Regions from separate parts of the Mus musculus genome. Here region 1 is linked to region 2. Evidence: chromatin contacts called from public Hi-C data. All regions are on one chromosome and are shown on one strand. Each heading gives the region's core, a stretch centred on a gene start, on an enhancer-like site or on the middle of the called end of the contact. The rest is flanking DNA. Distances are from core to core; before and after follow the strand shown.

Region 1 (5,891 bases), core at 2,669-5,168, 190 kb before region 2:
ACTACAGCTAGGGCACCTTTCCTAGTCCCTCCCCGCCTACTTCTTTTTCTGCCCTCACTAAGCCATGGATTCTCATTGGAAGTATGCATATCCTTTGGTTCCAGGTTTGTTCAGATCTCGACTGTGCACTCCCTGGAGCAGTTTCCTTGGCATTCAAAGAGGATGGGGGAAGGGGCGGCATTCAGCAGCTTCTACAAGTTCATCAGTAGAGGGCAACAGGACCTCCAGCCCTAGCACTGACACAGACACTCACTTCAACTTCTTTCCAATTTTGGTTGTCAGCCTTTAAAGACTGAGCCATCTCTCCAGCCCTCTTTCCAACTTTGCAAGCATGGGTCATGTGTTCTCAAAGTTCTGTGGCAATGTCCTGTTTTTTGTTTTGTTCTGTCTTCTTTTGTTTGGACAGAGCTGAAGGAAACTACAATGGAAGTTGTTTTCAGTACTTTTACCAATAAACTTTTAATTACCCACCAGGAAAGAAAACGAGTGGTACACTGAATGCTCTCTTCCGAGAGATACATCCTGGAGGAAGGAAATAATGATGTCACTGGCCAAGGGCCTCAACACAGCCAGAAGTAAGAGTCAGATCGGCTGAGTGATACTGGGAGGGAAAGCAATTGATTCCTTGTTTTGTTTGAAGACAGTGAGGGCATCAAAATAAGGAATAGGCAGTTGTACCTTCATGCCTGTCCTCAACCCTCTAAGCAGAAAGTGGTGCCCAGAAGTATTCTCTGAGAGAAGTAATTTATGTAGGGACCTCTCTTGCTTCTGCTTCTCATTATATGCATATATATATATATATATTCTTCTCATATAATCCATCCTGACCACTGTTTCCCCTCCCTCCCCTCTTCCCAGCACCTCTCCACTGTCCCTTTCCCCCAGACCAACTCCTGTCCATCTCTCCTCAGAAAAGAGCAGGCCTCCAAGAGACAACAATGAAACACAGGACAACAAGATACAATAAAGCAAGGCAAGAGCTGTCACACCAAAGCTGGACAAGGCAACCAAACTAACAGGAGGAGACGAGTCCCAAGAGTAGGCAAAAGAGTCAAAGACATGCGTGTTCCCACTATTAGAAGTTTCACAAGACACCAAGCTAACAGCCATGACATCTACACAAAGGGTCTGGTGCTGACCCACATGGGCCCCATGCATGCTGCTTCAGTCTCTGTGAGCCCATGGGAGCCCTTGGTTGATTCAATGGGATGTGTTCACCTGGTGTCCTGTATCTCCTCTGACCCCTAGAATTCTTCAGCTAACTTCTCTGCAGGGTTCCCTAATCTCTGAGGGGAAGGGCCCTCGGAGGCCTCCAATTTAAACGCTCTCCATAAGCTGACATTTACTTTCCAATCATGTTAGTCTTCAGTTTTCTCTTGTTCTTCCACCAACAGTGTGTTATCACCACCGTGCAACCGTGACCTTCACTTTATTTTCTCATCCATAAGTGATGCAAATGGATTAAACGGCATTAAAAACTCTTCTTTCTAGAATTCTGAAAGTGTATATGACTCCTGCAGCCAAGAAGCCTCTGGTCTCTCAGCAGTCAAAACTAGGCACAAGGCAAGCCACAAATTCAAGGGTCTGATTACACTGATTTAGGATTCTCTATTGACATCTCTATTGACTTCTTTGGAGATCAAGTGTCCCATAAAAAGATTAAGCTGAGTTGCCTAATCTTAAGATTAAACTAAGTTAGCCAGGCGTGGTGGTGCACGCCTTTAATCTCAGCACTTGGGAGGCAGAGGCAGGTGAATTTCTGAGTTCCAGGACAGCCAGGGACAGCCAGGACTATACAGAGAAGCATGTCTTGGAAAACAAACAAACAAACAAACAAACAAAAGAAAAAAGAAAAAAAAGATTAAACTAAGTTGCTCTGTTACCCTCACATTGCTGCATTGGCCAATTTATAAATATATTAAATGCATATGAGGAATGTGTCAAGAAAAAAATTAAACTGAGTCTCTGTCAAATTGAAAGGACCAGGAAAAGAGTTCAGATAACTTTTCAGCTCCATGAAAAGAAGCCAGAATGAACTAGTATAGTCTCAAGTGCTACAGGGAATTGTTTACTTGTTGGTATGGGAGGACTTCTCTCCCTCAGTCCTTAGTGTGGAATACTTTCCTTGGCCTTAGATGCTGTCTCTTGGTTCTCTCCATTGCTATAGCATCTCATAAGGCTGTATACAAGAGACTAAAATTCACTTCCTGACTTACAGGTAAATGTATGTCTAATTTTCAAGATCTGGGAACATTAGTTTACATCATGGATCTGACAACTGCAACCAAAGTACTGTTTGCGATTAAAGTGAAAGAAACATCATGGCTTGTGCCCATCATTTCTGTTTTACACACAGAGAACAAAGCATGGTGAAGTTTAAGTGTGGTTCTGTTCTTTAACTAGTGGATTCTCTTCTCTCTACCTCCCTCCTTCCCTCCGTCTTTTTGTCCCCCCTCCCTCCCTTTCTTCCTTCCCTCCTTTTCTTTCTTTCTGTTTGACAAATACCAATGAGCTTACAATGTTCAAAGTACTAATGCTAAGCTCCCAGACACCCCAGAGACTCATTATTTATGCAAACATAAGCAAGAATATGCAAAGTATGTGAATTTACTAGAGCTACCATAACAAAGCACCACTGACTACATAGTTTAGACAACAGCAGTATATTCTCCAGCCATTCTAGACCCTTCACATGAGGAAGCCACTGAGTTGGCTTTTTGAAGGCTTCTCTCTTTGCTTGTTGCTCAGCCTTCTCTGTCTTTGCTTTGCTTTTTTGATTTTTCAAGACAGGGTCACTCTGTGTATCCCTGGCTGTCCTGGAACTCACTCTGTAGACCAGGCTGACCTCAAAGTCAGAGATTTACGATCAAAGAGGAGAGCCACCACATGCATTTTCTTTGCATGCATTTTCTTCAGATCCTAACCTCTCCTTGCAAAAACAATAGCCATCTTTAACCATATCCATATAACCTTACTTTATCTTAGTTGTCTTTCCATTTTGGGGACTTATTTATTTTTATTTTATGTGTATTTTATTTTTGTCTGCTCCTATGTAAGTGTGCTGCATGCGTTTTTCCTAAGGAGGCCAGAAGAGGGCACTGGATCCCTCTAGAGTCATGGAGGCTTGTAAATCTTCCTATGGGTGCTGGGAGCCTAGCCTGGGTCTTCTGCAAGAGCAGCAAGTTGTCCTAACAGTCTCTCCTTACTTACCTTTTAAAAGATTATTTATATCCAAGCTAGTTGTATTCTAAGGTACCAGAGTTTAGAATTCAACACACAAGGAGCTGGAGAGATGTCTCAGTCAACCATGAGAAACCAGCAAGCAATAAGACCTGAGTTCCAATCCCTGGAACTTATTCGAAAGCTAGGAATGGCCAGGAACACTGTAACCCCAGCATGGATGGAGACAGGAGGATTCGCAGGGCTCAAAGACCAGATAGTCTAGCAAATCATGAGGCCTGAGTTGAGAGAGAGAGAGAGAGAGAGAGAGAGAGAGAGAGCCTGTCTCAAAAAATAAGGGGAGGGGGAGTTATGAAGCAGACATTCCAACCTGAGACTTCCACACGCATATGCATATCCATCCTCCATCCTCAGCTCCAAGGAAATTCAATATATGAATGTTGTGGGCTGAGGGGTTGTGGATTCAGTCCACAATGCACCCTTGATTCACAAAGGGGAGATGCTCCTAGGAATTCTACTAAAGCTGGGTTTTCTCTTCTCCTCCTTCCAGGTTTAATAAGTTAATAAATGTTGTAACAAATTGAAAATGAACTTAAAAATCCAAAACATTAATTTTTTTTCCTACTCATTCAGGATTTTGCTGTTTGATAAAGACTGATTTTTTTCTCCACTTTTTTCTCACTAAGCTGTGTTAACCAGCCCCATCTGTTTTGTTTACTAAGTCCTTAGTTACAGCCTGCAGCTGACGTAGGATGTCTTGCACTGGAAATGTGCACACAATGTACAAGCTCTTGAAGGAGAAGAAAGAAAGAAAGAAAGAAAAAACCAGTATTTTACTAGCCTTAGGCTGAGATTTATTATAGGGAGGATTGCAAGGGTATTAAAAAAGGGATGGGTAATGTTGACCAATTTTCTTGTAATGAACACAGATGAATTGCCTGGACTTGAATAAAAGGAAACAATGTGATTTGAGGTCAGAGGGAACTACATGACCTTAAGGTTACCGGCTGTGTTTATCAACAGGAAATCAAAAGCTTGTTAAAGATACTTCTGTTTCCGTAGGGGGCATTTTCATCTCTGACCTTGGGCTTGACCTATATAAACCCTTGTGAAATGATGAAAGGGAATGCAGAATCTCATTTATGTGCCAATTTTTGTATTACCGTAGGATTTTTTTTTCTCAAACAGTGGTAAAGTACTTGCCTAGTGTGCATGCAGCTCTGGGTTACATCCCTTGCATTGCAAAATGATGATGGTGGTGGTAGTGCTAATGCACATAGATGTCTTTGGTTTGTCTGGGCAACACTGGATTGTGGTTATTTTATGTGGCAAAATTCACATTTTAAGTGATGTCTTGCTCTGGAAATATGCACACATTGTACAAGCTTTTGAAGGAGTGGGAGGAGGAAGAGGAGGAGAGGGAGAGGGGGAGAGGGGGAGGAAGGGAAGGGGGAGGGGGAGGATGGGGAGGATGGGGAGGAGGGGGAGAGGGGGAGAGAGGAAGAGTGAGAGGGGGAGGGGAGGGGGAGGGAGAGAGGGGGACACGGGGAGAGGGGGAGGAGAGAGAGGGGGAGAGGGGGGAGAGAGGAGAGGGAGGAAGAAGGAGAAGAAGAAGAAGAAGAAGAAGAAGAAGAAAAAGAAGAAGAAGAAGAAGAAGAAGAAGAAGAAGAAGAAGAAGAAGAAGAAGAAGAAGAAGAAGAAGAAGAAGAAGAAGAAGAAGAAGAAAAGAAGAAGAAGAAAGACACCACCATCACCACAATAATTTCCTGGCCTTAGGCTGAGATTTATTATAGGGAGTATTTTAGGGTATTAAAAAATGGATGGGTAATGTTAACCAATTTTCTTTCTAACTTGATCTTTATCCACCGGAAATATTTTTTCATAAAACATTGTTGTGGTTTGAATAAAAATAGCCCCCATAGGCTCATAAATTGGAATGCTTTAGTCACCTTTAGTCACCAGGGAATGTCACTATTTGAGAAGGATTAGAATGTGACTTTGTTGGAATAGATATGGCCTTGTTGAAGGAAATGTGCCACTGTGTGTGTGTGTGGGGGGGGTTGAAGTTTCAAAAGTTCATGCCAGGCTCTCTCTCTCTCTCTCTCTCTCTCTCTCTCTCTCTCTCTCTCTCTCTCTCCCTCTCTCCCTCTCTCTCCTTTTTCTCTACCTATGGATCAGGAGGTAGCTGTTAGCTACTTCTTCACCACACCTGCCTGCCACACTGCTTCCAATCATGATGATAATGGACTAAAACCCTGAAACTGTAAGCAAGTCCCAATCAAATGCTTTCATCTATAATAGCCGGTTTGGTTATGGTGTCTGTTCACAGCAATACAAGAGTGAATAAGCAGATGTTAGTACCAGGGACTGGGGTATCACAGAGACAGGCTGACCATGCTGCTTGTTCCCAGAATGTGGACTTTGGGATTCTGGATTAGGAAAGAAGTTGAACAGGGCTTAATGCCCCATACTAGTTTCTACTTCAGTGGTTCTGAAGGTAGTTCAAACTGTGGGGAGTCCAGCTCAATAAGTTTCAGAGGGGAAGAAATTAGTAAGTGGCCTAGAGATCATTCTTGTGACATTTTGACAAAGAATGTTGACTGGGTTTTGTCCTTTTCCTAAAAATTTTTCCTGAAGCTAAATTGAAAAGGTTTGGAGTAATAGCATTGGCAGAGGAGATTTTAAGACAGCCTACTATTGACTGTCATGTG
Region 2 (5,844 bases), core at 2,104-4,603:
GAGCAGAAAATAGAGAGCTGCAAAGATGAGAACTTAGGGACACAGTCATTTCCCAGACTGCACATAATTAAAGTTTAGACAGTCCTTGTGTTTGGCACATGTAGTGGTTCAGGAACTTTCACTTCTCCAAGTGAGAGAGAATGCTGTATGTGTCCAGCAATTTCATCCCTTCCCTACCTCAGAATTTCTGTTCTTGTCAGTAGGTTGATAAATTTTGTTACTTTTATGTAAAAGTATAGCTAGAAAAAGTTGTTAGATGTAACTAGAAAAATGGGAAAAAATGGAAGTGTGTGGAAGAATTAAATAGCATCATTTTAGTCTCTCCTCTGTGAAGAATGTGGACGAGGGATAATAAAAAGTTAAACAAAAGAAAAAGATAGAGGAACCATGCCCCTACTCTATATATTAAAGAGCTGTAAAGAGGTGACAGAGGTATAAGAACATATGGAGAGAGAGAGAGAGAGAGAGAGAGAGAGAGAGAGAGAGAGAGAGAGAGAGTTAATTCTTGGTAGAGCTGTGGGATAAGAATAAAAGTGATTTGAAAAGTTTTGGACACACGATGCACAGAGGTTAGAGGTTTAAATGAGGATGTAGTTCATCAGCTAGGGGAGAAGAGGGCAGTGGGTTAACGAAGACAAGGGTTGTAAAAAAAAAGCTTCATGTAAACCCATTCTTTTATAAGATATTTGAAAACTATAATTGAAAAAAATAAAGGAGTTTGAAAACTGTTTGAGAAGACCCTACTGCTGAAGACACTTTGGTTGCAAGACATAGAAAGCTCAGTTTGGAATGAGTTAAAAATATTCTGCACGGTAGCTTTCATAGTGCCAGAAGTTGCTGTGTGGGACATTGATGGAGAAAATAAATCAATGGTCTTACCTAGCATGAATCCTTTATGCTACAAATCCAATCTACCAGATAATACAATAATGGCATAGCTGTTAGGCAGATAACCTACCACTTTCCAATTGGAGGAAACTCATGCCTCATAGTCTAAACTTGGTTTAAAAAGCATAGCTAGAGAGGGTGGTGTTTTAGGTCTTAAATAGGAGCCTACTACTGCTGTTTCGCTAAATAGTCATCTTGTGAAACTACCTTCTGAACATTTATTTTTATATACATGGATTTATTTTTAACCCTAGGTGGAGAAGCTTCTCTTTGTAGTTGTTAATGAAGAGTTCCGTAGGTGGTTAAGATGGTAAGAAGAAGGAACTGCAGAACGCTCAGCCCTGAGGGAGCATCCCATATCAACTCTTACGGGGCTCAGGACACATTGTGGAAGAGGGGACAGAAAGAGTGTGAAAGCGGGAGGGTGGGGAAGAATGCTGTGTAATGGATAGACGTAAGGGGGCAAAGGAATCACTTGTGATTTTTGACAGTACAGGGCTTGGTGTAACTATAAGCCTTTAAATTTTTTGATCTTTTTGACATTGAAAAGTTTTAAGGCCTAGATAAAATATTAAAGCCTGGATGGGATGTTAAGTTAGACAGAACGTTCATGCTGAGGAAAAACGTTCATGTTGAGGTAACAGTTATTTGATTAGCCTGCCATTCTAAGGAAAATTTCTCACATGTTTCTGCTTACTAGGAAACTTTCTAATACCAATATTGATTACATAGTCTGTTATGTTCTGTGCCCCTGGAAACCAACCACAATAGAAGTCAGTAGAACTGTTTTGTATAGTTATCTACAGTAAGCTTGGACCTATCTGAACGGACTATCCAACATACACTGAATCTGTGTATAAGCTTTTAAGGTATAAGGGATAGACCCCAACATAAGAGACACCTGTACTAAGATAAGAAACCATTTGGAATAAGACTTCTATTTTGAGTAGCGGTTCAGTAAAGTTTAAGTTCCCAAGACCTCCCTGGAAACTGACATTCTGGTTGGTAAGTCAAGACATGAATGTTAGACAAGTCCCATCCTTGAAGACAAGTTAGGGCATGCATATAGACAAGGCCTTCTACCACAGTAGTTTGTGTGTTTTGTGAGATAATCCCTGGACCCCAACTAAAAGCATCATATAGGCTAAGCAGTCGCAGTCCAGACTCTTGCTTGTTTAGTGTATAACCATCAGTGAATTGCTCTTGGTCATCTGTGATTCCCACCCTGTGAAGGTAGACTTATGGGGATGACATCACCCTGCAGAGGTCATGAGGAAGAGTTGTATGATTTTGATAACGTGTACAAAAAAGATGTTATGTACTAAAAACATTTTACTAATGTTATTTTTAATCATAATGAAATACTTTTTTATGTTTGTAACTTGTTCTCATGTCTATTCCTATAGTCAATATTTTCCCAAACCAATTCATCATGATTCACTTCTGATGCAGTTAAGTGACTTGATTTAGGTCAGCCAGGAAGTTGAGTACCAAGTTAGGAGCACCAAAATATGAACACAGTTCTCTGTGATTTCAAGGCTCACAGCATTAATGGAGTACTGTCTAGAAGTGGAAATGACCATGTTTTAGCTGTCTAAAATTCCTATCTCTGAACTATAGTAACAATGAATAAAAACTGATTCTGTAGGATAATTCTAAAATCATGGATGTTCTCAACCAGGGATAGGTGTGTGTGCATGTGTGTGTGTGTGTTTGTGAGTGTATGTGTGTGAATGCATGAGTGCTGGAGTGCTGTGTAGTATTAGGGATAAGGTGTGTTTGATGTGATATAGTGACGATATTGTATCTGTGTGTGCTAGATATGGTAAAATAAATGTTAAAAGATGAGTTATGCCTGGACAAGCTGGATAGGAAGGATGAAGATTAGAAGATAAGAAGAATCTTCTTTATCTGGGAAGGAAGGCCTCGGCGATGTCGTTCTAGATGTAGGGAGTTTCTTCCACTTTGCCAGAAAAGGGAGAGTCTGGCTGGATAATGCTAGGGCTGGTGTGATCAGCCAAGTGCATAGCAGGAGTCTATAGTTGGTGAGGTAGAAGGCTATTAGATCAACATTTGTTCTTTAGAAATGTTCATTTGTTATTCTTAGGAGTGCTTTTTACTTCTTCTCCAGAAAACCACAGCTCTGAGTATTACTCTTGAATAATGCCTAACACTCATTTGGCAATGAGTTAGACAGACTGCTGTTACAGATTCAATAAAAAACAGCTTTTTAAAAAACCCTCACACAGCTGCTTGAGGAAACTGATCTCTTTACATGTGGTCTCATCTCCAAAGAAAAAGGAATTAAAAAAAAAAAAAAAGAGTCATCTCCCCAGAGTGGGGAAAAGTAGACATATTTTATTTTGGGTCAAGATTTCATTGACCAAACACCCAATGTTACCAAAGCAGAAGCCCGGTCACAGTAGCTGGAATTCAATAGCTGGCTAATTTTCTTTTCCACAGTTCCCTCAGTGTCTCCAGCTCCACCCTTTCCTACTTGGCCTGTGTTTACAGAGCCTTAGGCACAGTCATGCTGGTTGATTTCATGTAATCATGGTTAAAGGGATCAGCAGCCTGTGTCTAGTTGCCTGGTCAGTCGCTGTTGACTGCTGAGCACTCTGACAGGATCATCTGTGGCCAGGGAGAGAGAATGACATGAAACTAGGCATAAGACCATAAGATGCCATTCAATGTTTGAAGAGAGCGAATGGTCTACGAGCTAGATTACAAAGTCTAGTGCATGAGTACAGGCAGTGAGGTTATATAGGGACTGTGTTTTGAGGAGCAATTCGTCTTTGTAAAGAGAAGCATCCATGGGTTGACTTCAGAAAAATCGGTGCAGTTCAGGAGGATGAAGCTTGGGCCTCTGTCCCAGAAGTAATAGAAATCTAGATGATCTTTTGTTGTTTTGTTTGTTGTTGTTATTAAAGAAAATCTCCAGAGTTGTTATGTTGGCAACTAATTTAAGGTATGTATTTTAATTGTGTTTCTGTAAATAAAAGACATATGTACATTGCATTGCACACATCGTATAGGAAACCACTTTGTAACTTCCAAGGGCAGAGAGATGAGAAGAACAGCAGATACAAAGCAGTTCGGTGAGTGTTTTGATAGGAGAGGCCTAGGTGTCCTTTAAGACTAGTGGCAAGGCCAGAATACGCTGACTAAACAAAGTGGCCTCCAACTTGACCAGAGCTGGATGGGTGAAAGGCAGTACAGTGAGGCAAACCCCAAAGGCTGAGACTGGGGAACCATGGTTCACAGGGTGTCTTAGTCAGTGTTTTAACTGTGACAAAACACCATGACCAAAAAGCAAGTTGGGGAGGAAAGGGTTTATTTGCCTTACACTTCCAGATCATAGTTCATCACTGGAGGAAGTCAGGACAGGAACTCACTCAGGGCTGGAATCTGGAGGCAGGAGCTGATGCGGTGGTCGTGGAGGGGTGCTGCTTACTGGCTTGCTTCCCGTGGCTTGCTCAGCTGCCATTTTCTAAAACCCAGGACTACCAGCCCAGGAATGGCACCACCCTCAATGGTGCCCCATTGATCACTAATTGAGAAAATGCCTTCCAGTTGGACCCAACTGTGGTTCCTTTCTCTGTGATGACTCTAGCTCGTGTCAAGCACACACACACACACACACACACACACACACACACAGAGGCACATACACACACACAAAGGGCTGCTATTTACAATTAGGCAAATGGAGTCTATGGCAAGTTGATTTCTGCCTTTTGTAATCAAAGAATATTGAGATATTAGTATTTTTCTCAGTGATGAAGTCAATAAATGTGATGGCAGGATTGATCAGAGACCACTTAGAACTCACACCGGTAACAGTGGTAACAGTAACTGTGCTTTTTGGCAGCTATTAGCCATTCTGTAAAGGAAGAGAACAAAGAACCTGATGACTTGGTCAATGGCTGACTCAATTGTTGTCATCACAGCTTCTTTTTTGAGTCTGGTCTTCACATAGATCAGGAGCCTTTAGGCTGACTTTATGCTAATGGAATTTGAGACCATTAAAACACTCAACTTTGATTATACATCCTGCCCTCTAACCTAATTCAAGTGGAATGTGGGTACCTTCATGGAGCTTTTTATAAAAGGTGAGGCACCCAGAGGCTGGTGAAGGGCTCATCCTTATAAGGATGGCATGCTGGAGAGTGCATGCGTTAAGGTTGCACGCACACTGAGAGAGTGAAGAACGAATCTTGCTACTAAGTGGAATGACCCAGGACAGAGTCAGAACAAGGATGCTACTTCAACATGGTAGGAAACCATGGGATGTTGGACTCAAAAGACTTGAGATCATAAAAGTCCTGGGGGAAAAAAGGAGAGAAATGGTTTCACCCTAAGGGACTCTCAAGAACCTTCATAACTAAACACAAAAGATACCTTTTGGGGTCAAGACTATTGTTAGATATAGGGTAAAAGTTAGTGGAAATTTGATGCTCGTCATACATGTCTGCATCCTGCTTTTGATGACTGCATGGCACTTCTGTAGGAGAATGCCCCTGCTACTAGGATTCCACACTCAGCATGTGGTTGAGGCATCATGCCTACACTGACTTCAATTGAGCTGTTAAAAGTCTTTACTGTAGCAGACGATATGGGTCCTTGGGTAAAGCACCCATTCTGACAACCTGAATTCCATCCCCAGGACCCACTTTGTGGAAGAACAAAACCAAAAAATTCCAAGTTTTTCTCTGACCTCAACACACATAATGTGGCACATGTATACACACTGACACACAGACACAAGCAAACACACACACACATACACATACACACACACAGAGTTCAGAGTTTAAAAACTGAATTCAGGAGAGATAAAATTAATGAAGACAGTTCAAGTTAAAACGAGGATGAAATTGCAAAACTCAGTAAACCAATTGAATCCCGAGGAAAGCCTTGCTGGTCCAATAGACTAGGACGAATAGAAAATAGAAT

What was found. Hi-C and Micro-C count contacts between places; a contact is called where the count stands out from the background.
Region 1: a Hi-C map of uterus shows a contact between it and region 2. The contact joins two enhancer-like sites. A contact is called at or near these places in 1 of 39 promoter capture datasets (embryonic stem cells), 2 of 15 datasets of contacts at CTCF or cohesin (the NIH/3T3 cell line and embryonic stem cells), 29 of 484 Hi-C or Micro-C datasets (the HPC-7 cell line, bone marrow-derived macrophages, differentiating embryonic stem cells and 11 more), 3 of 115 datasets of contacts at active chromatin or transcription factors (bone marrow-derived dendritic cells, differentiating embryonic stem cells and embryonic fibroblasts) and 1 of 9 other capture datasets (embryonic stem cells).

What each region holds. Positions count from the first base shown.
Region 1 is chr15:54,977,763-54,983,653 of GRCm38.p6, reverse strand. It overlaps Gm2491 (predicted gene 2491), which reads left to right. Exons shown (of 5, transcript NR_155513.1): 2 at 475-575; 3 at 859-973; 4 at 1,492-1,563; 5 at 2,219-2,321. Among named protein-coding and RNA genes, the nearest start is that of Gm2491, 6.2 kb to the left of the region's middle. Within about 2 kb of position 3,918, at least 7 of the 459 cell types and tissues checked have an H3K27ac peak or open chromatin away from gene starts, as enhancers often do. A contact at or near this core is called in uterus, where this site is marked.
Region 2 is chr15:54,788,995-54,794,838 of GRCm38.p6, reverse strand. No RefSeq gene overlaps it. Among named protein-coding and RNA genes, the nearest start is that of Ccn3, 46 kb to the right of the region's middle. Within about 2 kb of position 3,353, at least 17 of the 459 cell types and tissues checked have an H3K27ac peak or open chromatin away from gene starts, as enhancers often do. A contact at or near this core is called in uterus, where this site is marked.